Linked DNA regions of Mus musculus: regions 1 and 2 are each linked to region 3. The links are chromatin contacts, called in public ChIA-PET and promoter capture Hi-C maps. All regions are on one chromosome and are shown on one strand. The core of a region is the stretch at or near the end of the contact, and the rest is flanking DNA. Distances in the headings are between cores, read along the strand shown. Region 1 has its middle 10 kb from the start of Mir140. Region 2 holds the start of 1810019D21Rik (RIKEN cDNA 1810019D21 gene). Region 3 holds the start of Pdf (peptide deformylase (mitochondrial)).

The links. Promoter capture Hi-C pulls out the DNA fragments that hold promoters and counts their contacts. ChIA-PET counts read pairs in DNA pulled down with a chosen protein or histone mark.
Region 1: a contact with region 3 is called in an RNA polymerase II ChIA-PET map of memory CD8 T cells, with 6 read pairs. The contact joins the enhancer-like site here to the promoter of Pdf in region 3. A contact is called at or near these places in 1 of 39 promoter capture datasets (pre-B cells), 4 of 115 datasets of contacts at active chromatin or transcription factors (the SCID.adh cell line, embryonic stem cells, fetal liver and 1 more) and 1 of 9 other capture datasets (liver).
Region 2: a contact with region 3 is called in a promoter capture Hi-C map of hippocampal neurons, with 7 times the contacts expected there. The contact joins the promoter of 1810019D21Rik here to the promoter of Pdf in region 3. A contact is called at or near these places in 7 of 39 promoter capture datasets (the 3T3-L1 cell line, the C10 cell line, hematopoietic stem and progenitor cells and 2 more) and 1 of 115 datasets of contacts at active chromatin or transcription factors (pancreatic cancer cells).

What each region holds. Positions count from the first base shown.
Region 1 is chr8:107,559,740-107,563,035 of GRCm38.p6, forward strand. No RefSeq gene overlaps it. Among named protein-coding and RNA genes, the nearest start is that of Mir140, 10 kb to the left of the region's middle. Within about 2 kb of position 1,597, at least 126 of the 459 cell types and tissues checked have an H3K27ac peak or open chromatin away from gene starts, as enhancers often do. A contact at or near this core is called in memory CD8 T cells and pre-B cells, where this site is marked.
Region 2 is chr8:106,134,108-106,137,797 of GRCm38.p6, forward strand. It overlaps 1810019D21Rik (RIKEN cDNA 1810019D21 gene), which reads left to right and starts at 1,293. Exons shown (of 4, transcript NR_040346.1): 1 at 1,293-1,514; 2 at 3,060-3,243; 3 at 3,362-3,437. Esrp2 (epithelial splicing regulatory protein 2) reads right to left here and starts at 2,867. Exons shown (of 15, transcript NM_176838.2): 1 at 2,463-2,867; 2 at 2,250-2,378; 3 at 716-829; 4 at 503-617; 5 at 127-225. The coding sequence starts at 2,660.
Region 3 is chr8:107,046,512-107,050,178 of GRCm38.p6, forward strand. Pdf (peptide deformylase (mitochondrial)) reads right to left here and starts at 2,103. Exons shown (of 2, transcript NM_026513.2): 1 at 1,550-2,103; 2 at 1-760. The coding sequence starts at 2,087. The coding sequence ends at 603. It overlaps Cog8 (component of oligomeric golgi complex 8), which reads right to left. Exons shown (of 5, transcript NM_139229.4): 4 at 3,631-3,667; 5 at 2,198-2,619. The coding sequence ends at 2,297.

The sequences.
Region 1 (3,296 bases), core at 347-2,846, 510 kb after region 3:
AATAAATACAAAAGACAGAAGGGAGTAGATAGGGCGCAGTAGTTAAGAGTGTTTATGTCTTGCAGAGGACCCTGGTTAAGTTCTCAGCATCCACATAGTGCTCGACATCTATTACTGAAGTTCCAAGGGATATATGGCCCTCTTTTGATCTCTACAGGCACCACACACACACACACACACGATGCACATACATACATGCAGACAAAACATACTTGTATCAAAAGAGTTTTTTAAAGCCAAACATGCATGAGCTAGACCACCATCGGATGCCTAGATATCAAATGACTCCCACGTTCTGTGTTGATTCCAGGAGACAGAGACTGGCTGCCTTGCAGTTTTACTGACCAGTTCACCTCTGTCAGTTCCAAAGCCTTCTCCCTTTCTCATTCCCCCACCCCCGTCTTATTTTGGGGCGTGAGGACTTAAAAACAGGTCTGTGTTCTAGCTAAGTACACAAAACCTAGCTCTTTGCCCTTCCAAAGGGTTCTTTTCCCACTTGCTGAGGAAACATTATATTTTGATAAAATTATGAGGAACTTTCACCTGATACACAAAAGTTTCATAGTAAAGTTTTTGTTGTTTTGTTTTCTTGAGATAGGATCACACTATATAGCCTGGCTGTCTGGGAACTCACTATGTAGACCAGGGTAGTGCCAAACTCCACAGCATTCTGCCTCTATGGTGCCAAGCTGTTGAGTGACTTCTTTCATTAATGAGATGTGGGTGGCACTTCTCATGTTGGTCACCATGGGTTTCATTCCTTCACTGTCACGTGTCATTCATACCGTGAATGTTCTGTAGCAGACCCATTGCATTCCTGAGGTGAGCTGCGCGCTGATGGTCCAGCCGCTTGCCAGTGTCTGCGTAGCTTTGTCCTATGACCTCAGGCGGGCCCCTAGGAGACACTCCTGGAAGCTAGATTGGTGTGCACAGGAGGGTTTCTTAGGTTTTGAGACAGTTCTTGCCGTGAGGCACAGCTTGGGGCTTGATCCTCTTGCTCTGTCCCAACCACTGGGATAGCAGACACACAAACACACACATACACCCATACCCAAGCACACTTTTGTTTTAAAAATGTAAAATGTTCAAATTCAGACACACAAATGGTCTGTGCCCAAAGGTCCCCAACACTCTTTGGTCCCTCAGCCATTTTGGTCCCAGTCAGTTGCTTTCAGTACTGGAGCTATTCAGACCTGTCACCACACCAGCAACTCCCCATTGTTAGGTCTCAGGCCCTCCAGATGACTTCTGGTGGAGAAATGAAAACCTCTGGGACTTGTGAAATGAGTGTTCCACCCTCAAAGGTTGTCCCTCGCCACAGCTACTCTTCGTACTTAGAACCCTCCCGACGTGTGCTCTCAGTATTTTCTAGTCTCTGCTCTCTGGTGTGCACTCTCTCTCCCTTCCCCTCTCCTCTCCACCTTCCCCACCACCCCACTACCACCACCCCCACCCCACCCCCGTGCCTTCTCTCCTGCTTCCTAACTCTGGCCATGTCCCATCTGCTTTCATTTCTTCCCAGATGCTTTCTAATCGTCTTTAATGGAGAGGTCACGTCAGCAGTTTCTTTACTGTGCCCCACACACACTCGTGACCTCGTCAGGCATGGGCTACAGTGTCTGGTTTCCCTTTCCTGTCTTCCGATTACCCTTACTTACGCTGTGTAGCAGCACGTTATAAATGCTTCCCGTTTCCCCAGTTTGAGCCTTGCTTAGTGCTTTGCACAGTCAGCCTCTGACCGAAAGCATCGAGATCTAGGCTTTAAACTGGGCTTCTATTTTGTGCGGCTTTATTGTTATTTACATCAGAAAAGTGAAGCAAGAATTTGCTGTGCCATTTTGGAAGCCTCGGTTTGATTTCTTTCGGCTTTGTTGTAACTCTCTGTGCATGGGGGTGGGGGGTACATGTGAGTACTAGGCTGCAAGCCCCTGTATGTGCACATGCTGTGGACAGAGCAAGTGTCTCCCGCTGCAGCTCCGCACAGTTGCTGGTTTGAGATGGGCTGTCATGGAGCCAGAAGCTGTTTTAGCAAAGCAGGTTGGCCAGCCGGCCAGCTCCCACATCTGCCTGTCTCTGCCTCTCAATGCTGGGGCGGCAAGTTCTGAGCAGCCATTCAAGCTTTTTGCATGGGTGCTGGACATTCAGGCTCAGGTCCTCAAGCATTCTGACCCACTGAGACACCTCCCCAGCCCTGTTCATTTTTGAGACAAGCGCTCATTCAGGTTAACCCAGGTTAACCCCAAACTTGTTCCGTAGCTGAGGCTGGCTTTGAACAGCTGCTTCTCCTGCCTTCACCTCAAGAGTGATGACGTCAGGAGCACATGCCTTGGCAGGTGTAACAGATTTATAAGATTTTTGTTACATTTTAAACTAATTTATGGGGGGAGGGGGCACCCATGCCCTTGCATAAGTGTGGAGGTCAGAGGACAACTTGCAGGTGGGTTCAGAGAATCAATCAAATCAAAATCAGCCTTGGTGGCAAGCGCCTTTACCTCCTAAGCTGTTTCCCCTGCTCCACTCGCCCTCTTCCGTGCAGGGTCTCAGGGATCCCAGGCTGGCCTTGAACTTGCTAGCGAGCCGAGAATGACCTTGACCTTTGTTTTTCCCTCCCTCGGCTTCCAAGTGCTGGGCTTGCACAACAGAGGCTGGGGGCTGAGCTCTGGGCTTTGTGAATAATAGGCAAGCACACGCAATATCAACGGAGCTACATCCTCAGCTCCCATTCCAATGTCTTCATTGTAGCAACCAAGTGACACAAGCAAACCACAAAAAGAAAAACACGAAGGTTCCATTTATATGAAGTGGCCAGAACTGCAGATAAAAAGTAAATAGTAATTGCCAAGAGTGGGGGAAGGGGGTTGCTGTCTACTGGATATAAATTTCAGGGTGTTTTTATTGTTTGTTTAGTTTGGGTTGTTTTTTCTCTTGTTACTGAGGTTTTTTGTTTTTTGTTTTTTTTTTTTTAGACTTTAAACATGAGCACATTGTCTCATTACTTTCTCTCCCACTCCTGTGATCCCGCCTCAAGTCCATTCTTTATTGTCACATACACAGTATGTGTGTGCACTCAGGGTACTGTGGCAGAAGGACTGGGGCTTACCGTTAGTCTAGCCTATATAGTCCAATGTTGCATGGGCCATATAGCAGGTGTCTGTCTCAAAATGTCAACAATAAAAAGAACAGGTGTGCTTGGGTGCACCTGTAATTCCTTCCGCTGTTAAAAGCATCTTCAGCTACATAACTGATTTAAAGGCTAGCCTGGGCTACACGAGACCTGCCTCAACAAACCAGCAACA
Region 2 (3,690 bases), core at 43-2,542, 910 kb before region 3:
CGCGGCAGAGGGGTTTCTACCTTGTGTTCTCTTAGAGAAGGTCACAAGTCAGCAAGGGGACTCTGTTGAAGGGATGGGCACTCACCCAGTCCTGACAGTAGCTGGCAAGCAGGGCAAGAATCTTACCATTGGACCCTTCAAGTAGGTGGAGAATAACAGCTACCATAGTCTTCACTTCCCAGACCCCAAAGTCATCTTCGGTAGCATCTGTTTCTAGTCCCAAGTCTATAGGCAGAGAAGTGACAACTGAGGTCCAGGTCTGTACATCCCACGTCACCCCGAAACACCCAGAGAATCCTAGCAAACACTAGTTGTGGCCCAGTTCATACATGTACCTACAGGTCCTCAGACCAAACACAGACATGTCCACATTCCAAATGTATCCCAAAGAATGAGGCTAAAAACATAGACCTGTCTACATTCATACAGCCCATACGGCATCATGCACATGCTTGGACATATTAGTCACCCCTCCACCTTAATTTTGATGGGTCACAGATACCCTGTGCCATGGTGCCCACTGTGAGGTCTCTGGCGGAGCAGGTGCTTGGGTGCTGCATATGGAATTCTCTGCGGAGGTCGTAGAAGGAGAAGAAGGTGTCGGGGAGCACCAGGTTCTGGGAGCACATGGGAGTGGGGGTGAATAGGTAACCTAAGGTGTTTACAACAGGGGCCTTGGGAACCCAACCGTACCCATGTGCCCTCAATGACATACCTTCCTGGAGGCCTCAGGATGCAGAACCTGTCGCAACAGCTGCTGCCCATCAGTGCAGAGCACATAGGGGCCCCCGCCCAGCAGAGCCACATCCCCGCTCACCAGCTGTGAGAACTGGGGACAGGGAGTGGAGACTCAGACATAGACTCACAGCTAGACAGCTGAAACTGGGGGGGAGGGGTAGCAGGAGGGAGGGACTCAGGCTGCAAAGCTGGTTCATCAGGATGTTCAACCCTACCCTGCCTGGGAAGTAAAAGGCCTTGCCCTAAATCCCAGGCTCCTAATCCCCACCCCTAGCCTAGTTCCCTGTCACCTCCTCTAGGCCAAATGAGAGCAGTCGCACATAACCCAAGCCCCCATTAAACACACTCCAGGAGTCTGGAGTCGGGCCAGAGCAAACACCTGGTGGAGTGAGGCAAGCAGGTGGGGAGGGGAGGAGCAAAGCAGGTTAAACCTGTCCTGGACCAGGCACCACCCTCAGACAGGTGGGGGAGGTTCACACCTGCCCGAGGGCCAAAAGGCCCATGGTCAATGGCAGCCCCGCCCCTTGGTCCGACCAACCCAGGAACAGAGCCACCAAGGACAGAGCTTCATACTTGGCCACTCGCAGCAGCCTGAGCTTTGACCCACACCCCATCGACCAACTGGCACAGAACTGTTTGCTCGTAGAGGGGGGTGGGTGGCACTCTGAAGGCTATCCAGCACGATCCGGCCCTTTCCCTTGGCAATTCTGTGACACTTTCCAATCTAAGGCCGACAGAGCAAGGCAACCAGATTTTTTTCTACAGCACCCTCCCAGGTGAGCAGTGGGCCTGGAGCCCTTCTGTAACCTGGCATCTGTAGGTCTTCTCATTAAGAACGAGAGTCAGAAGAGGAAAGGACTTAACACTCATTACAACTCAGTCATGGGGTGAGTGAGCAATGCAAACAGGGAAAACTCACTCCCACTTGGCCAGGGTGCGGGGTGGGTATGGGAGGGGGCATGCGCCTAGGCCTTTGCGCTCATTGGGCAGGTAGCCCCTAGATAATGTTCGGACAGCACCCACTCACCCACGCCTGGCCAGTCAGCTGGGACAGGCAGGCCTAAACCAGCCGGCCTCACCTAGAGGCGTCTGCCCCCGAGGCAGACACCGCCCGACGCCCTCGCTTCAGCGGTTCCCAGGAGAGCAGGCGGCAGAGACCAAGTGATCTACCGCTAAACCTGAGCCCACCTCGACCCTATTTCTGACGTGTCCTCTGCTAGCGGGGGGAGTGGGAGGGAGAGGAAGGGGCCTCGGGGGGATGGATCCCTTAGCCGCTATTGTCAACTTCCTCGGCAGGAGTGGATGTCTGTAAAGGTTGGAAGGTAAGGTGGCTCTGGGAATGGCCTAGCACGCTTCCACGCGGTAGTCGCTCAAAAGTTTCAAACAAGACCTTGTCCTACTGGCCGTGCCACTGGGTCGCGTCGCTCCAGGTCTCCCCTCCTCCCCTCCCCCTCGAAGTAGTGTCCCTGCCACTCCGCAGTTCCACCACCCACGCGGGCCCCCACGCTCACCTGTTGCAGCACTTTGTCCAGGGACTCCGCCCGCGCTAGGCTGTCTGCGCTGAGTCCACTCGCCTCGCGGCATTGTGGACTCAGGGCAGCCGCCTCGGCGCGAACTAGCGACTTGTGCAGCGTCCCCACCTAAAAGCACCGAGGGTAACCCCATGAGCCGCTGTGCCTCAACAGGCTCTGAAGCGTCCCGAGGTCCCCTCTTTCCCACCCTACCTGTCGGCTGCGCGGCTCCACCACTTGCCAAACTAGGAGGATTAAGTCGGTCTCGTCCGAGCCTAGGTCCGGCCCCAGCGCACCGGCAGTGGCCCCGAACAAAACCACCAGCGACTGAGGTTCGGGACAAGGGTCTGTGGCCGAGTCTACTGCGGGATCTGGGCCCGGGGGTGGGGGCGGCGGCGGCGGCGGAGTCATGGCCGCAGAGGAAGGGGGCGCTCGGCCACACACGCGGACCGACGAGGCGCACACACGTACCGACCGACAGCAGACAGACGAGCTTGGGCGGGATCCGGTGTGTTGGGGGCGGCACCTGCGGCCGGGTGTAGTGGGAGCTGCAGAGACCCGCCCGCGGTGCCCTTTGGGGCTGGGCGGTGCGGCTGCCTATCCCTGCCTACTCCGGCGAGTTACCTGCGGCCCGGAGAGGCCACGTGATCAGGACGGCCCAGGGAACCCCGCGGGAGGGCCAAAACCCTGCCCAGGAGGCAAGAGCTCACTTCTGCTGAGGCGTGCGCTCGCCGGCTGGAGTCCCACCTCTTGCTGCAGTCCGGCGAGACTCCTGGGACGAATCCATTCTTTCTCCTACTTCCTCTCTAGCAGGCACTCTGAGTCCTCCGCAAAAGAATGTGCAGGATCAGAGGCCTCTTTCCATTCTGCAAGGGTCACGCAAGACCCATGGAATTCAACAGGAGGCAATCTAGGGACTATAAAAGGTCGCGACGTCTGGCTTGAGGTTAATGGAAGTTACAAAGGGTCAAAAGCCGACAGTGAGCGCTACCAGGTATCCACTGGAAGTCGGTGAGAGAGATCCGTTGGGGAAAGGGAGGGAGGTAAAGATCAAGGGTTCTTAGAACTGTGGGCGGTCACTAGAGATCACAGAGAAGGACGTGCCCATACAGGTGTCGGGTCGGCGTAGTGCCGGCAGTGCAAGGCGCACGTTACTGTGGACCTGAAGGCTCAGGCCTTGGTGCCAAGGTAGGAAAATCGTGCTTAAACTTTAGAGAGCTGTATCCTAAATGAAGCCGTGTCTGCTGGTAGAGATCTGGAAGTTCAGCCTACCAACCCCACTTGGGGTTTGCCTGCTTGTTTTTGTCTCTCTTGGATGATGATAGAAGTGTTATCTGGCTATTGAAAGCACTCCAGCAGAGAGCGGCTAGAGTTGAGATGTGTAGAGTTGAGTCTGCATCCCCCAACCCAGTTCAGAAGAGTCCCATTCATCCCATGCAGT
Region 3 (3,667 bases), core at 853-3,352:
TTCTTTTAAGAGAATCTTACTATGTTCCTTTGATGGCCTTAAACATTAGCCTACGATTGCCAACAGAGTGCTGGAATTAAAGGTGTGCCACCACACTCAGACTTTTAAGACTGCATTTTAAGACAACTTTCAAGTCCAGCAGTAGTGTGATACACCTTCAGTCCCAAAGCTCAGGAGTACAGAGGCAGGTATATCTCTTAAGTTTGAGGCCAGCTTGTCTACAGAGTGAGTTCCACGACAGCCAAGGCTACACAGAGAAACCCTGTTTCAAAAAACAAATCTTTTGGATATCTGGATTACCTTATCAATCAATTGTAGGCTGTGGGGTTAGAATGTGTCTCATTTGTACAGAGGATGTTTGCCTGCCCACTCCTCTCCATGGGAAATTGTCAGGAAATAGCCACTCCTTTAATGGTACATTTGTAGTCCTGCTGTAATCGTATTCTGTCAGATCTGATTTCAGGGCAAGCATTTCTATCATCTTCATCTCAGACCAGCACACACTGTCTACTGTCGGACTGGAACCAATTCCAAGCTGAAGCACAGATGTGACCATCTTAGTCTGCATGCTGGATTTCCAGATCCTCAATTCAAGGAGAGTGTTAGTCATTCACCTCCATCCAGTGGAGATTGGTAAATGTCCCACTGTCCATTTTGTCGATGAACAAGCAGCCCTGCAAGTGATCCATCTCATGCTGGATGATTCGAGCTGTCCAACCACTTGCCGACCACACCACTGGCTCTCCTTTTGGGTCCAGTCCTGCAAAGGAAGTTACAGGCTCGATGAGGTGAGGCTTTGCTGAACTCATGCCCAACCTCCTGTCCCTACTTTGTTTCCTGCCCTGGCCATGCCTATTTATATCCTATCTACAGAGGCAGCATCCAAGAGTGAATGTGGATAACAGCTCTTATCCCTCCTAGAAAGGGTACCCCAATTTTGTCCAGTGCCGACTTTTTACTCAGCGTGATTCCCAGCACTACTACAGGGCAAGGATAAGAAATCAAAACTCTTTTCAAGGGCTGTTTATCAAAGGTATTTCATGCCAGGCATGGTGGCACACACCTTTTAATCCCAGCACTCAGGAGGTAGAGGCAGGCGGATTTCTGAGTTCGAGGTCTACAAAGTGAGTTCCAGGACAGCCAGGGCTATACAGAGAAACCCTGTCTCGACCCCCCCCCCCCAAAAGAAAGGTATTTCAGCTTGGCACTGTAGCAAATAACCATATTACATAAAACAATGTGAATGTGAAGCATGGAATGGTTTGTTGCCCTAGTCTGGGTAAATCTGGGTCCCACTTTCTTACACAAGCCCCACCACGATAAACTGGGAAAATCGTGTGTGCAATACAGACACACTTACATGGGAATCTATATACCTACTCATGAGAAAGGGGAAAGACAGGCTCCATATCTAAGGAATCACCCTGCAACCCATCTAGGCGGGCCTGACCTGCTCTTCAGGAGTTCAGTTGGCTCCCGAGTGCCGCTGTGTCTGCACTGTCTCTAGCCAGAGAGAGCAAGACCACCCCGCTGCCCACGTCCCCTGCACCTGAGATCTGCACGGCTTGGAAGCGAGGCACACACGCCAGAAAGCCGGCGACACTCTCGCAGCCCTCGGGGAAGGTGACCAAGCGGCTGTCCAACACTCTCAGACTGGGGTTCACCAGCACCCGAAGTGGGAAGGGTTCCATCTGACGCAGTTCGCGCAGGCGCGGTGAGAAGGCTCGGAGGAGCTTGTCCGGGAACTCGAGCGCCAACACTTGCAGCGGCACCCCGAGCTGCGGCGCACTAAGGCCCACACAGCCACGCCGTCGCATTACCTGCACCATCCGCCCCACCAGCCGCTGCAGCTCCGGCCCCGCTAGCTGCTCGGGTTCCACCGGGGCCGCCACGACGCGCAGCACCGGGTCCCCGACCTGGCACACGTGCGCGTATGGCGGCTGCGGCGCGCCACATACAAGGCGCCTGAGGTACCGCCAGTAGGAGCGCGTGCGCGCCGGGCCCTCCAAGGCGGCCAAGGAGCTGCACCTCTGCGCCCGGCTCCCCGGAACCCACGCCGGCCGCGGCAGCCTGCCCAGCAGCAACATGGCGCGGGGAGACGCCGCGGCCCTTCCTTCCGCTAGCGCCAAAGACGCCGGGAAGCGTAGTTCCCGTGTAACTTCCGGACGCCCATCGTCGGGAACAGCAGGCGAGTGGCGACAGTTGTCGGTTTTATTAAAGCTGCAAATACCACAGGGCCCGCGCTATCCTGGGCAAAGCAACTGCACACACCTTCCCGCTGCAGAAGCGCGTACCCTCAGGGCTGCTCCCCAGGCTGCGGGCAGGGGACACTGCCTATGGCTCCTCCCTCACTCGGTGGCTCGGCTGGCAGCGGCTCCCCCTCCATGGGCTCCTGAGGCAGCGGCTCCCCTGGTTCCCTCTTCTCTGTTACAGGCTCCATGCTCCGCTGCTCCGCAGGGAGCTCTGGAGCTGGGGCCACGAGGTCCGGCCCCAGCTCCTGCTCATCTAAACAGAAAACTGTTTCTCTCTTAGGCAAAATAAAGGCGAGAGGTTCCTGGATGGCGCTGATGTTCACGTGTCCAAGGTTTCCGTGCTTAGAGAGCTGGGTGGGTGAAATGCCTGACCCAGATGGTAGGGAAAAAGAAATGAAAAAGAAAAAAAAAGTTATTAAATTCAATGCAGAGATCTCAGGGATGGTGTGGGGCAGGGGAGGGGACACTCAGAGAAAAGATTTAACACAATTACATATTTCAATACAACAAGAACATCTTTTTGGGTTTTTTGTTTTTTTGAGACCTGGCTATGCTGGAACTCTATAGACCAGGCTGGTCTCTTATCTCACAGAGATCGTCCTGCCTCTGCCTCCCAAATGCTGGTATTAAAGTTGTGCCAGGCTAAGGGCATCTCTGTAATACAAAAGGACAGTTAGTTATATTGGAGCCCCATTGTAAGGGTGGATGGAGCCTGAGCCAGGAGACACTCAGTAAATACTGGAGTCCAGGCACAGATCCCAGCTATTTGGGAGGCAGAGGCAGGAGGATCTCTGAGTTCAAGGCCAGTTGGGTATACCAAGTTAGTTCCAGGGTAGCCAGTGCTATATACTGAGATCCTGTCTAGTGTCAAACCAAAAACAAGGGCTACAGACATGGCTCAGTGGTTAAGTACTCTTCCAGAGGTCCTGAGTTCAATCCCCAACAACGTGGCTCACAACCATCTGTAATGGGATCTGACGCCCTCTTCTGACATACACGCAGGTGTGCATTCAGATAGAGCACTCACATAAAATCTTTAAAAAGACAAAACGAAAACAACAATGATAAAAGCCAGGCTGTGGTGAAGAACACCTTTAATCCCAGCACTCAGGAGATTTACAGAGTTCCAGGACAGCCAGAGTTTCACAGAGGAACCCCTGAAGAGAAATCCCATATCAAAAAACCAACCAAACAAACAAACAAATTTTTTAAAAAATCTTTCCTTTTATCCTAGCTCTTGGGAGGCAGAGGCAGGCAGATTTCTGAGTTCAAGGCCAGCCTGGTCTACAAAGTGAGTTCCAGGACAGCCAGGGCTACACAGAGAAACCCTGTCTCAAAAAAAAAACAAAAAAAAAAACACAACTTTCCTTTTTCTTACCTAAAGTCTGGGCTATCTGAGCTGGTGGGAAAAGGAC